Regions from separate parts of the Mus musculus genome. Here region 2 is linked to region 1. A link is a contact called in public Hi-C data. All regions are on one chromosome and are shown on one strand. The core of a region is the stretch at or near the end of the contact, and the rest is flanking DNA. Distances in the headings are between cores, read along the strand shown.

Region 1 (4,129 bases), core at 222-2,721:
GGGAAAACAAGTTCCCCGGCCAGCCTCACCGCCCCACGCAGCCAGCCGTCCCCCCACCTACCACGAGAAAGGGGGAGCCCAGATCGAGCCAGGCGCAGAAAGGGGGGAAATCCCACCCTCCTGCCCGCCCCCGGCCGCGAACAGACTCCCGTGGGGTGGGCGAGCCAGCCGGGAAGCCCCAAGGAGGGGTGGGGACGGAGGGTGCCAGCCCCGAAACCAAACAAAGCGCGGCCTGAGCCGCAGCCCGGGCGGATCGCGCAGCCGCGGCTTTTCCTGCCGGCCAGGCCCGGCCGGGCCGGGCCCAGGCGAACACTGCGGCACGGTGGGACCCGCCTCCGCTCGGCCTCCGTCTCCCACCCCGGGCGCGCCGCCGCCGCCGCCGCCGCCCCCGCCCGGCCTCCCGCCCGCCCAGCCAGGCCCCGAGCGCGGCCTTACCCCTCTCGCCGGCGTTGTTCCGATCCTGAGGCGGCGGCGGAGGCGGCGGGGGCGGCGGCGGGGGCTGCTGCTGCGGCGGCGGCGGGGGCTGCTGCTGCGGCGGCTGCTGGGGCGGCTGCGGCGGCGGCTGTTGCTGAGGCGGCTGCGGCGGCGGCTGCTGCGGGGGCTGCTGCTGCTGCTGTTGCACCGGGCGCGGCCGCGACACTCGCCTGGGTCTCCGGTTGGCGGCTCGGACGGAGTTCATTTGCCGGGCTGAGGTGGCGGCGTTGGCGGAGGGACACACACACTCACGCGCACACGCACCGCGAGCTCCGGGGCCGGGGAGGAAGGGGGTGGGGAGCGGGAAGGAGCGGGGCGGCCGGGGACGCGGGGACCGGGGGGCCACCGGGCGTGAGCTTCCCCCGGCTCCGCGGGGAGGCTGGGGGCACCACCGGAGCTTGAGCGAGGCCCGCCGGCCGGGCCTGGCGCACGGGCAAGGCCGAGGCCGCCGGGCGGGGCGGCCGCGAGGGACGCAGACAGAGAGACGGGCCGGGCAAGAGAAAGAAAGAAAGGGCGTCCGTCCGCCTGGGGAGCCCGAGGCGAAGCGCGGCGGCGGCCGAGCAGACGAGCCGGGCCCGCCGACTCCCGAGCGGCGTCTCCGGCAGCGGCGGCGGCGGGGGGAGTGGGCGGACGGGCGATCTCGGAGAGGGCGAGCCGAGCGGGGCGGGAGCGCGCGGGGGGCGCCCGGCTCCTCCGTTCCTCGTCCTCCCCCCACACCCCCTGAAAGAGCGCCCTGCGAGGAATTTTCTCTTTCTTCGGCCTCTTCTCTCTCCTCCGCCCCCCCCACCCCCACCCTCGGCGAAGGGGAAATGAGTGTAAAAGGGAGGAGATAGGGGCAAAAGAGGCGTCGTCGTTCCTCCTCCTTAAAGGAACCTTCCCTCCTCAGCCCCAGCGCCGCCGCCGCCGCTGCCGCTGCTGCTGCTGCCGCTGCTGCTGCTGCTGCTGCTCCGTGGCAGGAGGAGCCATTGACACCGCCGGAGCCTCTCCGCTCAAGCCCTGTCGGTCCCTCCCCGCCGCGGGGCTGGCCGGGGGGCGCGGGGGGAGGGCCGCGAGCCGGCGGGGGAGGGGCGGGGGCGGGGACAGAGGGGGCGTGGATTCCGGCGGGGCCTGACCAATGGGAAGCGCCCGTACGGTGTCGGAGCCAATGGAGCCTCCTCTCTTATCGCGGAGCCCCCTTCCTCCAACACCCTGTTTCCTCTCTCGGGTTTCCTCCTTCCCCGACGGAGGAGGAGGAGGAGGAAAGAGGAAAGGGGGGAGTGTGGCAGGGCGGGTGATAATGGGGAGGTATCAGGGCATATAATGGAGCCGGGGGTGGGCGAAGGAGCGGCAGTACGTAGCGAAGGTTCTAGGATAGGAGGTGCTCTGAAGGAAGGGCGGGGGCTGCTGATGCAATTGGGAGAAGTGATTAATCCTGCCTTTTGCCGGTTCAGCCTCCCTCCACCCCAACCTTCACCTGGTTCTCTTAAACGCCACAAGGAGTGAGGGACTCCGTCTTGGGTAACTCCGGATTTCTGGGCTCGGTAGGTTCAAGCTCTCAGCTGTAGGGAGCGCTCCAGGCTCTGTGCGTTTTTAGTCCAGCTGAAGGGATTTATTTGCAAACCTTAAGAAATCTTGTTTCGGCTCTGCTGAGAACTTAAGAGAGAGTCTGGAGTCGGTTCCAGCTTTTGTCGCCCAAACTTTCAGAATGTTTTAGATCTTTAACCAAGTTAGTTTGCTTTAGGCTTTTTTTTTGGGGGGGGGGGGGGGGCAAGTGGTCTACATGGTGTTCCGGAAGAAGTAAAATAAAACGGGTGGAGGTTGTGATGGATTATATTGGTTTTGTTTTAGGTCCCACGAAGTCAAGAAAGATAAACCCCCGAGAGGAATAATCTTTTGTATCTGTGTCTGGTCCCCTTAGCACAATCTCTCCCCAAGGAAAATGTGTTTCTATTCCCTGGCCGCCGTTATGAAGACTGAAAATGTACTCCGCTCACTATTCCTTATTGCATAGCTAGTGGTTTATCTCTGGATTCCCTCATTTCGGAGCTGTCAGTGATTTTCTACTTGAATTTCATTGATTGCTTTCTAGGCTTAAGATAGATAAAACATTACAAAGCTTCAGAAAGGGAGGGAGAAAAGTGAATTCTAAGGGACGCACAGGAGAGGTAAGTCTACGGTATTGTGCTATGTGTAAATTACAGATTTTTTTCTTTTTTTCTTTTTTTCTTTTTCTTTTTTTTTTTCTTTTTTCTTTCTTGGTTTTTTGAGACAGAATTTCTCTGTGTAGTCCTGGCTGTCCTGGAACTCATTCTGTAGATCAGGCTGGCCTCTAACTCAGAAATCCGCCTGCCTCTGCCTCCCACGTGCTGGGATTAAAGGCATTCGCCACCACTGTTGGCAAATCACCCTTCTAGATGTCAGACATCTCCTGCCATTTAAATAATAACCTATCATATGATGTACAATTGCTGGGTTTTTTTTTTTCTTTTTTGGTCATGTGATTTTCAAAGACTCACAATCTTTTCAAAACCTGTATGTGAAGACAGCTATTTGAAAAATATCTTGAGGGGCTAGAAAGATGGCTCATCCCTTAAGAGCACTGGCTGTCCTTCCAGAGGTCTCACTTCAGTCCCAGCAACCACATGGTAGCTCCAACTATCTGTAACTCCAATTCTAGGGCATCTGTCCCCCTCTTCTGGCCTCTGCAAGCACCAGGCATGCACTTGGTGTACAGACTTGCATGCAGGCAGAACTCACACATAAACCTTAAGAAATTATTTTATTAAAAAAAATCCAACAATTCGAGTCATGCATGAGTAGCTAAAGCCTATATTCACAGAATTCTGAAGGCTGAAGCAGAAGGGATAGCAAGTTCTAGGCTATCCCGATCTGCGAAACAAGATCCTATCTGACTAAATACATAAACAGTATTAAAAATGTCATGGTTGTTAACTGGGTAAAAATGAGCATTTATGGTTGGATTTAATAAACATTGAGGGAAGAGTTTTAAAAATCTGGAAGTAGCATATTATAATTGTGTCCATAATTCTAATTACATTAAACAGGTGGATTTCTGAGTTTGAGGCCAGCCTGCTGTACAGAGTGAGTTCCAGGACAGCCAGGGCTTTACAGAGAAACCCTGTCTCAAAAAAACTAAAATAAATAAATAATTTATGGTTGTTAGCTGGGTGAAAATGAATGTTTATGGTTGGATTTAATAAGCATTGAGGGAAGAGTTTTAAAAATCTGGAAAATAGCATATTATAATTGAGTCCATAATTCTAATTGCATTAAACATTTGTAGCTGGGTAGTGGTGGCGCACGCCTTTAATCTCAGCACACAGGAGGCAGAGGCGATGGTTCTCTCTGAGTTCGAGGCCAGCCTGGTCTACAGAGGTAGTTCTAGGACAGCCAAGGTTATACAAAAAACACCTGTATCTTGAAAAGCAAAGAAACGGGCTAGAGAGATGGCTCAGTGGTTAAAGAGCACACGCTACTCTTCCTGAGTTCAGTTCCCAGCAAGCACATGGTGACTCACAACCATCTGTAATTGAATCTGATGCCCTCTTCTGGTGTGTCTGAGGACAGCAACAGGGTCTCATATAAACAAAGTAAATAAATCTTTTAAAAAAAAAATTCTACTCAACCAATACATATCGGTTCTCTTGATGTAGCC
Region 2 (4,292 bases), core at 229-2,728, 46 kb after region 1:
TGCTGGGAACTGAACCTGGGTCCTCTGCAAGAACAACAAGCATTGTTAACTGCTGAGCTCTCTCTTCAGCCTCTGATTTAACATACTTTTAAGAAAAGGAGAGGAAAAAAATATGCTTCCATCTAAATTGACTTATTTTAGAAAACAAAACAAAACAAGACAAAAACCCTAGGCATTTCGAGAGCCATCTGGGAGAGCCAAAGGAGATGCTCATCTCTCAGCCTTTCCAGTGTTCGTCCTCTTGGCTGTCCACCAAAGAGAGCAGGACGGGACATCAACCAGCAGAAAGCTGAGGTTTAAGTGTCCCATAGCTGTGATCAATCCTCTGCGTTATTTGTTTTGGAAAGACTAAAATCTGAAACGTTTCGCATTAGAGCACGTTGCTGCGATTTCCTTCTCTCCCCCACCCCCTTCTTTTCATGGGGAGGTGGGAGATTTTATTTTAGTTAAATGTTTTTGTTTTTAAAACTATGGATGGAGGAAAAGAAAATGCTTTGCTGGCGCACAGCAGACTTTCCCATAAAACTGTCTTTGGCCATGAACTAAACACAACAGACGTTGTGCCAAGAGGGGCTTATGCCTTTCCTTTATTTCTCCTGCAAAGGAAAAAAAAAAAAAAAAAAAAAAACCAAAAAACAAAACCCAAGCACAGGATCAAAATTAAGCCCGAATGAAAACCACATTTCCAACCCCACCAAGGCTTCTATCCTACCTCTCTCTAGAGTCACTTAAAGCGTTGCTTTTATAACAATCACAAGCTGGGCAGTGGTGGCACATGTCTGTAATCCCAGCAGGTGGGAGGCAGAGGCAGGCAGATCTCTGGGAGTTCAAAGACAGCCTGGTCTACAGAGTAACTACCAGGACAGCCAGGGCTACACAAAAAAGGAAACACTGTCTCAACAAAACAAAAACAAACAAAAAAACCCAAAATCAAACAAAACACCAAACCCACCTTAAATAGCCAAGTTATGGGTCTTTTCACTGTGCTTCCAGAGCAGTGAGCAAGAACTCTGTGAGATGAGATCACTACCGTGTTGAGCAGGCGCAGTAAAACCACCTAATTTGACTGGTAGTTCCCAGGCAGCCCCATGAGCCACAGCTGCTGAAAGCTGCTGTCTGGCAGGTACTTGACTACTCTGGTGACTTCTACGCTGGTAACTTGTGCAGCACGAAGGTCCACTGGCTGGCAGTTTCAGCTCTAGTCATTGAAACCAGAGACTTGGAAAACTGGACACAAGAAAGCCACTGCATTGGCTGGGACAATCCTCTGTCCAGACAAATCCCATAAAGTGAATTACATGACTTTTTCTGGAGAGATATCAAGAAACATTTGTTCAGCCCAGATACAACAGTGACAGGCATAAACAAGCTATTCCACTCACCCCCCCGGCTGGTGAACCCATGAACTTACTGGGGTCACATACGAGAGTATGAGTTACTCGTGGGTGCACGGGTGACTCAGTAGGAAGTTCCACCCCAGCAGGTGTGGCAACACAGAAAGCTTTGTCACCAAGTTTCACCCAAAATGGGCTTTCCAGGGTGTATTCTACCCACCTTCCCCCACACAGAGTTCCGGGGCAGGGTAGAAGTGGGGGATGGGACTTCCGCTGACCTCCTACCCTTGCTCCCATCAAAGAAAGTCCTTAGCTCTGTCCTCATTACCCTGAATTAGCTGTCATTACGTTCTGCTTGTTTTCTTGGCATGACTGTGGGTCTGAGGTCCCCTATAAGTCACCACAGCCATTTTTGCTCCATAGCTACAGGTGGGAACATTCTTTTCTACCTGAGATAAAAGAGCTGTGCTGGTGGGATTTAAGGAAGACAGCCAACACTTTGCCAGAAGTTGCAATTTAAAATTCAGACATATTCTCTCCACCTTTAGGCTTGAATTTCAATTCCTTTATTCTAGAAAATGAAGGGTTTTGGATATATTATAGGAAATAATATTTACATTCATGTGGTTACATATCATCTACATTGTGAATATTCCCATTATATTTAAACTTCATGGGGATTAGGAAAAGATTTCCTAGGTATAAAAATAATAGGAGTAAGGTTAGTAAGCAAAATCATGAATACACTTCATTTCATAAAAATGTAATACTTCTCTACAGCAAGAGAAACTATAAATAAGTCCAAGTCAGATGATACATGGGAAAGTACTTATAACATGAATAAAAGGTTAAAATGCTTGCCAATGAGGAACTGGCACATAGCAATCAGGAAAAAAAAAATAGATGCTACTATTTCACTGTGCAAGCGCACAAGCCTGGTGTGGCGCTGTGCGTCTGGAATTCTGTAAAAGATGTCTTGCCATTGTGAGGCGCTGGGCAGATCATTATTTGTTTAATATACAAGGTATCTGAGCCCCTCTCTGCCTGACTGGATCACATACGTCTAATTGTAGAAGAGTAAACCACAAAGTACTAGAGAAAAGGGCCCCAGAGGAGCATCTGTACATGCTTGGAGTGGGCAGAGATGACGTCAGCAGGTCTTATAAAAAGTACCAGCCATTTGTGACGGCACTAAAGGTCTTAAAACTTCTGTTAATGCAGCAATACTGTTATGAGAGTGAAAAAGAGGAACTTGCAGAGTGGACGGAGATATTTCCATACCGTTCAACGTAGTGGGTATGAAAATAAGCAGACCTGAGCAGATGGGGAGAGTCATATCAAAACCACAAAGGGAGGACTAAATAACGGGTCCGTGCAAGCACAGAGAATATGCCTGTCACCAGAATAGCTAGAATCTTAAGGTCTGAGAGCACCAAGTGTTGACACAGAGCCACTGCAACTTCCACACCTTGCAGATGCAGAAACTGTTAAAGTCACTTTGGACAGTTGACAATATCTATGAAAGCTAAACATGTGGGGCCCAATCATTCCACTTCTAAGAAACTCTCAGAAGTAGTGGGCATTTATTTCCCAAAAGATACTTTATAGGGAAAATACTAATGGGAAACCACCCAAGTGCTCACCATGGGGTGAGTGAGCCATGACATCTTCACACGGAACAACCCACAGCCGCATCTAACGCATGAGGGACTGTTATAAAAAGGACTTAGTGGTGAGGATACTGGGTAACGCCATGCTAGAGCGCCGACCTAGTGTGGCCACGGCCCTGGGTTCTACTCCTAGCGCTGAAATTTAGGGAAAAGAAAGAGTTCGTTCATTCCAACCCCATTTATAAGACATTTTTAAAAGTTAAAAAATATTATTTTTCACGTTTGTAATATTATAAATCACCTGTTCTGAAAACTGTGTTTAGCAAATGGAAATATGTATCAAGATTTCCAAACGCCAATTGGGTACACACCTTTTACTCTCAGCACTCAGGAGGCAGAGGCAGAGGAATCCAAGTTTGAGGCCAGCCTGGTCTACAAAATACAAGAGTTCCAGGATGGCTAAGGTTGCCCTGTAAGTTGTGGTTGTCCATGCTTAAGGGAGAATTATAGATACTCAACAGATACTCACGTAGATTTATATTTAAATATATTTATACTAGGGCTATCATGACAATAGCTTGTGGGTTAAGCATCTATAACAGAGAAGTGGTAACATACATTTTACTTCCTAACACAGAAGACCGCTACAGCTCGTGTGTGTGTGTGTGTGTGTGTGTGTGTGTGTGTGTGTGTGTGTGTGAAGCCCGAAGTGCTAAGTGCACAGTTTTGGGTGTTGGGGCTATTTCCTCACAGAGAATTGCCTGACCCTGCCCTCTTTTTCCTCCTTGAGTCCTGGTCATGCCATCAGCAGCTTACTTTGAGATATGCTCCCCTGACATGATGTACTGCTCTATCACAGGATCAAAAGCAACATGGCCAACTGGCCACCAATCCAAAACTCCAAAACCGTTAGCCAAACAAACCTTGCTCTTTTGTGAGTTGACTTTCCCAGGTGTTTCTGTGTTGTATATGTATCTGTGTTTTACGTGCACACGTGTATGTACATGCACGTGAAGGCCAGGGGTTGAATTCCTTTATTAGTCTCCATCTTAGTTTTTGAGCTAGGATTTCTCATTGACCCTAAGGCTCATTCACTGGTTGGACTGACTAGCTTGTGACCAGGGATCCACCGCCTCCACTCTCCCAGTGCTAGAGTTACAAATAGATGTCATCACAGTTGGCTTTTAAGTGGGTTCAAATTCAGGTCTTCATGCTTGAGCAGTAAGCACTATAAGAACATTAATACCATTTAACACTGTCTTTGTCACTGTTGTATTGCTGTGCAGAGGCACCAAGGCAACCCATATCAAATAAAGCATCTAATTGAGATTACTTAGAGTTTTAGAAG

The links. Hi-C and Micro-C count contacts between places; a contact is called where the count stands out from the background.
Region 2: a contact with region 1 is called in a Hi-C map of regulatory T cells, with 3 times the contacts expected there. The contact joins the enhancer-like site here to the promoter of Fbxo11 in region 1. A contact is called at or near these places in 13 of 39 promoter capture datasets (the 3T3-L1 cell line, 3T3-L1-derived adipocytes, the C10 cell line and 7 more), 3 of 15 datasets of contacts at CTCF or cohesin (CD8 T cells, the G1E-ER4 cell line and pro-B cells), 41 of 484 Hi-C or Micro-C datasets (the 63-12 cell line, B cells, the Ba/F3 cell line and 28 more), 13 of 115 datasets of contacts at active chromatin or transcription factors (the 230-238 cell line, CD8 T cells, the HPC-7 cell line and 8 more) and 2 of 9 other capture datasets (adipose tissue and liver).

The regions. Positions count from the first base shown.
Region 1 is chr17:88,064,574-88,068,702 of GRCm38.p6, forward strand. It overlaps Fbxo11 (F-box protein 11), which reads right to left and starts at 1,472. Exons shown (of 23, transcript NM_001081034.3): 1 at 436-1,472. The coding sequence starts at 679. Gm45950 (a long non-coding RNA gene) reads left to right here and starts at 1,552. Exons shown (of 2, transcript XR_385899.1): 1 at 1,552-1,994.
Region 2 is chr17:88,110,968-88,115,259 of GRCm38.p6, forward strand. No RefSeq gene overlaps it. Among named protein-coding and RNA genes, the nearest start is that of Gm4832, 12 kb to the right of the region's middle. Within about 2 kb of position 1,479, at least 139 of the 459 cell types and tissues checked have an H3K27ac peak or open chromatin away from gene starts, as enhancers often do. A contact at or near this core is called in the 230-238 cell line, the 63-12 cell line, B cells and 29 more, where this site is marked.